Regions from separate parts of the Sus scrofa genome. Here all the other regions are linked to region 1. Evidence: chromatin contacts called from public HiChIP or PLAC-seq data. All regions are on one chromosome and are shown on one strand. The core of a region is the stretch at or near the end of the contact, and the rest is flanking DNA. Distances in the headings are between cores, read along the strand shown.

Region 1 (3,364 bases), core at 549-3,048:
CATCCCGAGAGGATCTGATCCCGCAGATCAGAGAAGACTTTCTGGGAGCAGTGGCGACTGAGTCAATACCAGAGGGCTGAGTGGCCTTACCTGGGAGGAGGGAGGGAAACTGGAGAAGAAAACCCCTGGCGGCGTGGAGGGCATGTGCAAGGGCCGGAAGCAGAAGGAAAGAACTTTTCGCCTGTGGTCATTAGACGCTGCTGGCCTGGGGGATCAATTTAGTTTGTAGATGTTTGTTTTGGCTTACAGACTCTTCTGGAAAATTTTGAGCCTCAAAGAGGAAATGTTGCATAAATATTCTGACTTCAAGCTCCTTTAAAGAACATAAGACCGGACAACCCTTGGCCCTCAGAGCTTCGTGGCAACAGTGACAAGCACTGAGTGTGTGACCACTTTAGGTGGTACACACACTTGCCGTTTCCTCAGTCTTCCTCCTCGTTATTGCCCCTCAAGCAAGCTTCACTTACCACCTGTCATCATGTTGGTACTGCTGCATTCCGTATGCGGGAGAATTATTTCTTTGTATCCCTGTCTTGATTACAAATGAAACTTAGACCAAGAGAACCATCTGCTTTTCCTCAAACTCAGCAGGTGCCGTATTTCTTGGTGCCTGTGGACATTTAAATTCCCCCCACTCCTACTTTTTCTTTCTTTCTTTCTTTCTTTCTTTTTTGCTTTTTAGGGCCGCATATGGAGGTTCCCAGGCCAGGGGTCCAATCAGAACTATAGCTGCAGCCTACACTGCAGCCACAGCAACATCAGAACCGAACTGTGTCTGCGACCTACACCACAGCTCATGGCAATGCCAGCTCCTTAATCCACTGAGCAAGGCCAGGGATGGAACCCACAACCTCATGGTTCCTAGTCAGATTTGTTTCCACTGTGCCACGATGGCAACTCCCCCCCCCACTTTGGAGGAGACAAAACGAGTCCTGTGCCCCAGTGGTCAGTGGCCTAGAATAGGTTGACTTCGTCAACTTCAAACGCTCAGTGAGAATAGGACATGCTTTATACATTGTGAACCCCCCACCTTGATAGGCATGGAGAGCTGAGTCTACAATAGATTTTTAGTCAAAGATATAAAAAATGCTGGTTCTATCCTTCCAAATGTAGGACTTACCTGTTTTTAATTGCTGCCCAATTTATTAAGCATGTCTACCATATTAAGCAAAATAGATGTAAGGTGGTCCTCGCCCCAGAGAACGTGTGTTACTCATTCCTTCCCAGGTCAGATAAGTCAGTCTTGCCATCTCCAAACCAGGGCTCCTTACGTATTAGCAAGAGCACACAAATTAATTTTGAACTTCTCCTAAACATTTATAAACATGTCAAGTAATGCAGACATCTCTGGTATGATATGAGTCCTGGGCTGTGATGCAAGAAACCACTTTATTTTACAGAATTAGCATGTTCCCACAAGACAGAGTGTAAATCATGTCACACGTTGAGAGTACTAAAGGAACTCACTGGGGGAACTTGTGATGAATCATCTTGTGAAGCAGAGAATTTGAATGTAATATACAAAATCCTTCATTAAGATATACCTTTTGCTAGAGCAAGGTATTCTCTTCGGATTTAACAAAGTACATATGCATCATATATGTGATATGACGCCAAGATGTCCATTTCCTCATCTGTAACTGAAATTGGTTGATTTTTGTGCTTGCATTTCATGTCCCGGTCTGTAGTTTTTGACTTGCTTTCTTTTCTTCTTTCACATGTTGTCAGGGTGACTAAGCCTTGTTACAAGTCACCTCTTCAGCTCAGACTCAGCCAGCAGAGGGTACTGTTAGAGCACTTAAGTGGATTTCCCATCTTTGTCTTATCCATGCAGAGAAACAATATCCGAGTAATAGACAGGGACGATATTCAATAGGCAAGGTGCTGGCAAGATAATAGACATCAGCGATCGTGTTTCAGCATCATTTTGCAGGAAATTCCCTTTGTTCTCTGCTGCTCACAAAGGACATTCCACGCAAAATGTACCTGTAGTTCCTGGTGATAAATGTCTGTGAAAGGCAGATGAAGAAGGATGGTGGTTGTGGAGTCAAATCTGCCTTTAAATTTGCGAGGTACTTATCCTTTTTAGGTTTAGGGTTCTTAATCAAGATATCAGCCCCATGTGTTCTCAGCTTGCTAGTGAATGATAATGAATAATTCCTGCCGTAGCAAGTGACATAATAAAATAATCAGGCAGGCGTGCACATTGTAAATCAATGAGCACAGATGTCTCCAAATGGAGGGGACATTTGAAGATACTTTGCATCTTGCTGGTTTTGGAACACTTGAGAGGGAGTGACTGTTTATCAAATAAAGTGAGCATCTCCCCATTCTGAAGTCAAGATCAGCATTAAATATATTGTAGGAGGAGATTTTGTCCCTTAATGTTTACATAAATTTGATGAATTTGTGTATAATAGTGGGTCACATGTTTTAAAAAAGTACGCATTTGTATTTTTATATTAATAATTTTAAACATTTTTATCAAAGCAGAAACCACATATGGTAACAACAACAAAAAAAGATAAAAGCACTTGCACTGAAAAGCAGTAGTTCTCTGTCTACTCCTTCTTAGCTTCAGTCTCTTCTCAGATATAGCATAACTCTTTTTTTTTCTTTTTCAGCTACCCCGATGGCATGTGGAAGTTCCCAGACCAGGGATCGAATCCGAGCCGGAGCTACGACTTGTGCTACAGCTGCAGCAATACCAGATCCTTAACCCATTGCGCCTGGCCAGGGATCAAAGCGGCGCCTCTACAGAGACAAGCCAGATCATTAACATACTGGGCCACATTGGGAACTCCCTAATTTTCATTTTATAGTGGGGTTTTTGTTTGTTTGTTTTGGTTATTTACCTATATATGTCTCAGCACTACTTATACTGCTAAATCTTGGGTTATTAGTTTTAGATGTTATAGATTATCTTCCTATGCTGATTGATGAGAATATAACTTAAGTCACACAATACCTCCTTAGTCTTATCTCTACTTCAGGCTTGTATTGGTTACCTCTGCACCTTTAGATAAAATACTTATTCCTTTTGCAGCTTTATGTGAAACACCTCTTCTTTTAACAATGTACAACTTATTTTGCATCCTTATTAATTTATTTTTTTACTTTATTTTTTATGGCCACACCTGCGGGATATGGAGGTTCCCAGGCTAGGGGTCAAATCAGAGCTGTAGCCACTGGCCTACACCACAGCCACAGCCACGCGGTATCCGAGCCCAGTCTTTGACCTACACCATAGCTCACGGCAACGTCGGATCCTTAATCCACTGCGTAAGGCCAGGGTTCGAACCTGCGTCCTCATGGATGCTTGTCAGATTCCTTTCCGCTGAGCCACATGGGAACTCCGCATCCC
Region 2 (3,364 bases), core at 582-3,081, 250 kb after region 1:
CCTAAGAATAAGTTCGGCCTGATTCCCAGTTTTACCAAATTCAGCGCTTTTCCCCAGAAGTCTCCTTGGTTAGCACCCTTCCTTTATTGATTTTTGCCTGGCATTGGCTAAAAAGCTGAAAATTTGGAAAGAATAATAGCAATCCTGACAGCTAACATTTATTGAGCACTAACTGTGTGCCAGACATTGCTTGAAGCATTCTACATGCGTCAACTTATTTCATCCTCCCTCCAGCATTTAGAGGTTAGTAGCCCCATTTCACAGATGATGAAATTGAGGCCCAGAGGTTTGAAGAACTTCATTGAGATCCCCCAGCAAGTAAATGGTGGAATCAAGGTTCCCACTCAAGCAGCGTGGCACCAAAGGCTGTATTCTTAACCCCGATGATCTACTGTCTCTCAAAATCGCAACATTTATAAGCAAATGATAGGGTTAATTTCTTCAGATATAGACAGTCTGATTCCAGATCACTCCACTCTGTTGCCCCCTGGGCTGGAATGGGTTTTTCAATGACATCAGACCTTTATAGTCTTGGAGACTCTAGTGGTCCAGAAGAAGTTTCTTGGTTTAGGATCTTCCTAAAGTTGTAGCAGTCTGGTGCCTTAATAACAGTGCTCTGTTGTTTTAATATAAAATGCCAATCTGACAAAGGCAGTTAAGTGTGAACATCGCAAAGTGTTGGGCAAAATCCCTGTCCAGCTGTTACTGTCCTAGGCTGAAATGGAGATTCAAGCAAAATTACTTCTTGTCTCTGTAAAACATCAGCTGAAATAAAAATCGGTTAATATTTCTCCTTCCTCTATATAACCAAACACTGATAGCATCCAGGAAGCATCAAAATAAACCTGAAATCCTGGGTTTAGGAAATTACTGCACCACTTTCGGTTGTATTTTGCAAGGCCCTCTGACAGGCTTTTGGTGTATTATCTAATAAATTCTCATAGACATTCAGCCAAGTTTACCCATTGAAGTACCACCTTGCTCCTAAGAACTTCCTGGAAATAAAGCAGGTGGCAGGTGTAAGATTAATATAGAAACGTGGCTGTAGTTGGAAGAAAGACTTGTTCAGCTTATCTCCTCCCCTCTAACGATGGAGAAAAGAATGAAGTATGTTTTCCAATGCTGCTGGCACTCAGCTTCTTGATGGGTCTCTGGGAGCTGAGAGAATGGGACTAGAATTGCTGAAGGAAGGAGATGGGAAAGGCTGAGGGGAGGAGCAGCAGGTTCACAGGATGTGTAAACTACAGGGGGCTCCATCTTGGAAATTTTTTCTTCTTCTTCTAACAACTAATTTTCATACTCAAATTATTTCTCCTTCCTGTTCAGTAAATAAATAGGAATCAAATCAAACCAAAAAAACTCATTCTGTGAGAAAAGACTCTTTTCTGTTATTCCCCAGTTTTCAGGAGGGACATGCTTCACCCACTCTCTTAATAGATTTGACCTATCTTTGCTTGAGAACATCTTTGATTTCCATGGAAGCCTTAAAGAAATAGCAAGTCACTGCAGCAGGAGTTCCCAGTCTTTTTGTGAAGAGAAGCCACTTTTCATTTCCCCTAAGGCTTTAAGGTCAAGGGATGGGGGTGGGGAGTTTCCAGCAGATGTTTCATTCCTCCCTGGGGAAGTTGTCAACCTCTGGGCTGCTGACTTGAGCACTCTCAGATCAGGCTTCCAGATCTACCTGCAGATTCTCACCAGCTGGTTGAGAACGCACATACAGGGATTCTTCCATTTGATGAAAATGGAAATTCCCAGACTAGGGGTCAGATGACAGCTGTAGCTGCCACCCTACACCACACCCACAGCAACGCTGGATCCAAGCCATGTCTGCAACCTAAAACACAGCTCATGGCCACACCGGATGCTGAACCCACTGAGCAAAGCCAGGGATTGAACCTGCATCTGTGTGAATACTAGTCTGGCTCATAACCCCCTGAACCGCAAATAGGAACTCCCGAAATGGAAAAATTCTTTAAAAAGAAAAAAAAAAAAGGCATTACTTGTGGTTTCACTTTCATGTTCTGAGCACCAGCTCAACTCATTTGCCACCAGATCAGAGCAGTGAACCTGACATAGTTTGGCCTCTAGAATTTCTTCTTAACTTTGCCCCATCCTTGTATATATCCCATACCAATTTCAAGTTTCATGCTCTTATTGCCCTAGGTAGCGGTTCCAGCTCCCCGTCCTGACTGAATGGGACATCCAGCCAGGTTTTCCCCCTTTGGAGTGCCGTCTTCCTCCTAAGGTAAGAACTCCCTGGATGTAAATCTCTGACTATGGTGCGCAAATCCCCACTATTGACTCGTAACCATTCCTGTTTCTTGAGTTATCAGGGTACAAACTGTACCTCTGTTCTGAGTTGGAGGACATGTGATATGGAGATGGAGAAACTGAATTGTCCAAGTAGCCATGCTAGGATAATTCCCTAGGAATACCCTATGGAGGAGTATATGGGCATCAGAATTCAACCCACAGAATTGAAGATTTTAGAGTTAGAAGGAATTTCACTGGGTCATTTGATGCAAGCCAAACATTTTGGGTAGAATGACTTCATTTCAAGATGACACGATAGAGGCCTGGAGAGACTGAAGGCCAGATCTGAGGTTATCTGGTTATCTTCTAAGACTGCCTAGGGCCTTTATCTTCTGCCTTCTCTATGCTACTTTACAAATATTTAAAGGAACCTGTGAATCCAACATGTAATGACTTATTTACATGGGATGTTTGCAAGGGAGAGAAGAAAAATGGAATATTTAATAATGCAGTATAGTAAGTGTTGTGATATCAATTCCTTCTGATTCCTAGCCTAATTTGACTCCTTTAAGATATGGCTCAGGAGTTCCCACTATGGCACAATGGGTTAAGAATCCAAGTGCAACAGCTCATATCACTGTCTAGGTGTGGGTATGGGTTCAATTCCCAGCACAGCACAGTGAGTTAAAAGGATTTGGCATTGCCACAGCTGTTGCATAGTTCGCAGCTGTGGCTTAGTTTCAATTCTGGCCTGGGAACTTCCACGTGCCACAAGTGCAGCCATTAAAAATAATAAGGTAAAAAAAAAAAAAAAAAAAGAATCTGGCCCAAACTGAAAATAATGCCCTGTCACGTAGTCAGTATTTACAGATCAGTGGTTTAGATGTCTGAGTTTATGGCAGAGCATGTTGTTTCGTATTCCATTGCTGTCTGCTTCATCCCATACCTGGCGCTCTGTTCAAGTCTCCTTCTGTCGTCTTCCCATTTGTCTCATGACTCGCCCCCTCTACTTGGTTTTTTTTGCTATTGCTTGGTTCTTTCCTCAGAAGCTGAGTGATTCTTCAAAAGGTCAGAGAGAGAACACTCTTGCTGGGTCAGTCAGGTGTCCAGG
Region 3 (3,364 bases), core at 570-3,069, 180 kb after region 1:
TCAATAAATGTTACTATTATCATGAACCATCATTTTCACTAAGTACATACTATTTGCAAAGTGGAGAGCGGAGCTTGAGAGAGCTTAAGTTCTGGTTCAGAGTCACACAATTTATGAACAGGAGGCAGATTCAGGATTCGAGCTCAGCTCTGGAGGGCTGAGTCCATGCTGTTCAGTGCTGCACTATTCGGTCTCTGTCAGGTACTTTTTATTATTTGTCAGTTTAAATCCACCTTTCCTCCCCTTCTCACAATGATTACCAGTTGGTCCTGTGCATAATTTAGTCTCAAATCTTACACTATTCTGCCCTGATTTGATTCCTCTTCTCAGTTTGCAATTTTACCCTTGCGTTTCTGCCTTGTACTCCCAACAGTTTTTAATACCGTCTGTTAAAAACTAGTCATTTTGCTGCCACACATTCTTAAAGATAAGACTATTTCTTAAGAAAGAATAGAATGCAGCAGGAACGGATTCTCAGATGTAATCATCACGATGTGTAATGACTATCTGAGCTCTTGCAGGATCATTACACTTTCAAATATTTCTTTTCTTATCTGCATGGCAAAGACTCAGTAACACTCTTCTAAAGACAGCTGGCTATTGTATTCTGAGGGCAAAGCTTCACCAGTAGATCTGTGCTCAGTGTAACAATGAAGGAACAAACATGGTGTGAGTTTGGGATATATGTGTACACATATGTATGTAAATTATACATATCTATGCATTTAGGTATGTACTCTAATCATTTTGGACTGTCAGGATACAGTCAGACTCTGATAGGCTACATCCGCAAACCACCACCATAAACTGGAAAACAATTCAGTCATCTATCAACCTATTAAACTGAAACAATAGAAATTGAACCATTTCTCTGAGACGGCTAAGGTGTAGATAATTTGAGAAGTCAACTCTTGGAAGTCAGTTGTTGCTACATGGCTATTCTCTCAAACACGTTCATTTTGGACCTATGGTATCAAATAGCTTCTTCACAGTTATGGGAAAATGTAGTTTACACTGTGCAGCAGTGATGAAGACGGTGTAGTTGTACAGCTGTTATCCCTCATGCCTTCTTTCGTTTGAGTTTCCAGCTGGCCATGTAGCTATGGTTTCTTGGAGACAGGAGCTGTACCTTGTTTATACCTTTTACACCCCTCCAGAAGTGTCCTGCTTGGCATATGAGTTTTACTCAGTAAAGAAGTACCATTAGGAGTTCCCGTTGTGGGTCAGTGGTAACGAATCCTACTACTATCCGTGAGGATGCAGGTTCGATCCTGGCCTCTCTCAGTGGGTTAAAGATCTGGTGTGGCCATGAGCTATGGTATAGATCATAGGTGCAGCTTGGATCCTATGTTGCTGTGACTCTGGCAGCTGCTGCAGCTCTGATTCGACTCCTAGCCTGGGAACCTCCATATGCCACAGGTGCAGCCCTAAAAAGACCAAAAAAAAAAAAAAAGAAACAAAACAAAAAAGAAGAAGAAGTACAATTTACGGAAACTTATTCTCTGTTAAAAAAAAAAAAAAACCTACTCTTTAACTGGGTAAGGAGTTACAAGTTTAAACGGTGTTTTGTTTTGTTTTATTTTGTTTTTCTTAGCCTTTTTGCAATTAATTAACTATTTAACATTTATTGAGCACCCATTCTGTCGAGATGTGCTTTGGACAGAAAACAGGTAAGCTCACGTCTACCTTCAAGTAGCTTCCACATTCATCGCATTAGAGACCTGATCTAATAATTACCAAGCTGCAGATCTTGTCTGCAGGCCGTGAACGTCTAAGCATATTCTAGAAACAGACAACAGCATTATTTCCTGTGTTAGGCTTCACAAACGTGAAATCATGTATATACTCTCTTCTTCACTTTTCCTTAAGTGAGCTTTTAGGGTGCAGACGAACTCAGGAAAACCACAGAAGAGGAAGCCCCACTTTTTTTTTTTTTTTCGTTTTCAATGTATGAACATACTCGATAACATGCATTATTAAGAAACCGCTCCCTGTTGACGCAGGCTCTGGGGCCACATGCTCACCGTGGGCCCCACACTCACCCTTGCTCGAGTGACCTTGTAGAATTCCGCGCTGCATCCGTTGGGACAGTGGTCACCAAGCTAAGAGATGCCCGGAAGGGCACGACCGCTTATAACTGCTCCGGAACGATTCTGTAACCACGCTATTCCGTGAGGATCACTTCGGAGGGAAAATGGAGGTTCCAGGTCCGCTGGGACTCTCAAATCCTCCAAAATGATCATTTTCTGGGCATTCCATCTCTGGACTGTTTCATCACGGATTTGCCTCTTCTGTTATTGATTCTACACACCTTTACTTCATTGTGCCAGGTTCTGTTTACATGTCACAGACCCGTGCATGAAAAGATATTGACCCTGTCCATAAGGCATTTACATGTCTGGCTAGACTATTTGAAGGCCCCAGATGTGAGGCACCCACTGCTATTCTGAAAGAACAACTGTTAGGTTCTGAAACCGTATACAGTATTTGCTTTAAGAGACTACAGCACAGGAAGTGCTGAAATATACCACAGAGTATGCATAGCTTGTGAGTGATATTATGCCATAGCTTAATGCATGCTGTAGCCAAGGGCAAGATATCTCAGAACTAATTATATTCATTTTGCACTTAACGGAGACATTCAAAATACAGATCTTAAAATGTGTAAGTTGAACTTGTGTTAAAATCACGCTCTCCCTAAGGAAAAGAGCTCTCTTCCCTTCCTATCCTTTAGGCTGCATTCACAGGCTGCCAAAACACTTCATTTAATTTGGAGGAAAAGTCCGTCCAACTGTTGTCAGGGATCATGTAACAACCAGTTGTTTGGCTGATTTTTTTTTTAAACCTTGTAACTGTACGTTTGTGTTCTGGTGGCCCAGCCTTAGGCTGCTTGAGAGACAGAATTGAAAGAGTTGATTCAAATCGGCCTTGCAAAAGGGAATTTGTATCCTTGTAGAGTTCTGGAGTTTATAACACTTCCACATACACATTATCTCATTTAATGATCCCAAAGGCTCTGCAGACAGAGGTACTATTATAATTGTCCCTGATCTTCAGATGAGATATAATTTGAAGAGAAGCGACAGAGGTAGGATAAAGAATGGCTTGCCTCGAAATCCTGTTGGTTTTTTTTTCTTTTCCCCCACATCATATTTCTGAAATCCAGCATGTGCTGGGGTAAATCTTTGCTGGAATCAATCTGATTTCAATCCAATTGTTGATACCATAATGCCAAGGTTGTTTAGTTTGCTCTTCACATATCATATGCATAAGTCAGAATTCTAAGTCTGCGAGTTACTTAAAGGAACCTCATGTTATTTCAGATGTCAAGAGAGGACTATTTGAATCTTAGGAATCAGGGAAA

Evidence for each region. HiChIP or PLAC-seq counts read pairs in DNA pulled down with a chosen protein or histone mark.
Region 2: a contact with region 1 is called in an H3K27ac HiChIP or PLAC-seq map of alveolar macrophages. The contact joins two enhancer-like sites. A contact is called at or near these places in 2 of 47 Hi-C or Micro-C datasets (alveolar macrophages and skeletal muscle) and 2 of 2 datasets of contacts at active chromatin or transcription factors (alveolar macrophages and skeletal muscle).
Region 3: an H3K27ac HiChIP or PLAC-seq map of alveolar macrophages shows a contact between it and region 1. The contact joins two enhancer-like sites. A contact is called at or near these places in 2 of 47 Hi-C or Micro-C datasets (alveolar macrophages and embryonic fibroblasts) and 2 of 2 datasets of contacts at active chromatin or transcription factors (alveolar macrophages and skeletal muscle).

What each region holds. Positions count from the first base shown.
Region 1 is chr5:90,460,878-90,464,241 of Sscrofa11.1, forward strand. No RefSeq gene overlaps it. Among named protein-coding and RNA genes, the nearest start is that of PLEKHG7, 150 kb to the left of the region's middle. Within about 2 kb of position 1,799, at least 21 of the 83 cell types and tissues checked have an H3K27ac peak or open chromatin away from gene starts, as enhancers often do. A contact at or near this core is called in alveolar macrophages, where this site is marked.
Region 2 is chr5:90,706,105-90,709,468 of Sscrofa11.1, forward strand. LOC106510428 (a long non-coding RNA gene) reads left to right here. Exons shown (of 5, transcript XR_002344341.1): 2 at 2,164-2,245; 3 at 3,300-3,364. Among named protein-coding and RNA genes, the nearest start is that of BTG1, 110 kb to the right of the region's middle. Within about 2 kb of position 1,832, at least 18 of the 83 cell types and tissues checked have an H3K27ac peak or open chromatin away from gene starts, as enhancers often do. A contact at or near this core is called in alveolar macrophages, where this site is marked.
Region 3 is chr5:90,638,217-90,641,580 of Sscrofa11.1, forward strand. No RefSeq gene overlaps it. Among named protein-coding and RNA genes, the nearest start is that of BTG1, 180 kb to the right of the region's middle. Within about 2 kb of position 1,820, at least 26 of the 83 cell types and tissues checked have an H3K27ac peak or open chromatin away from gene starts, as enhancers often do. A contact at or near this core is called in alveolar macrophages, where this site is marked.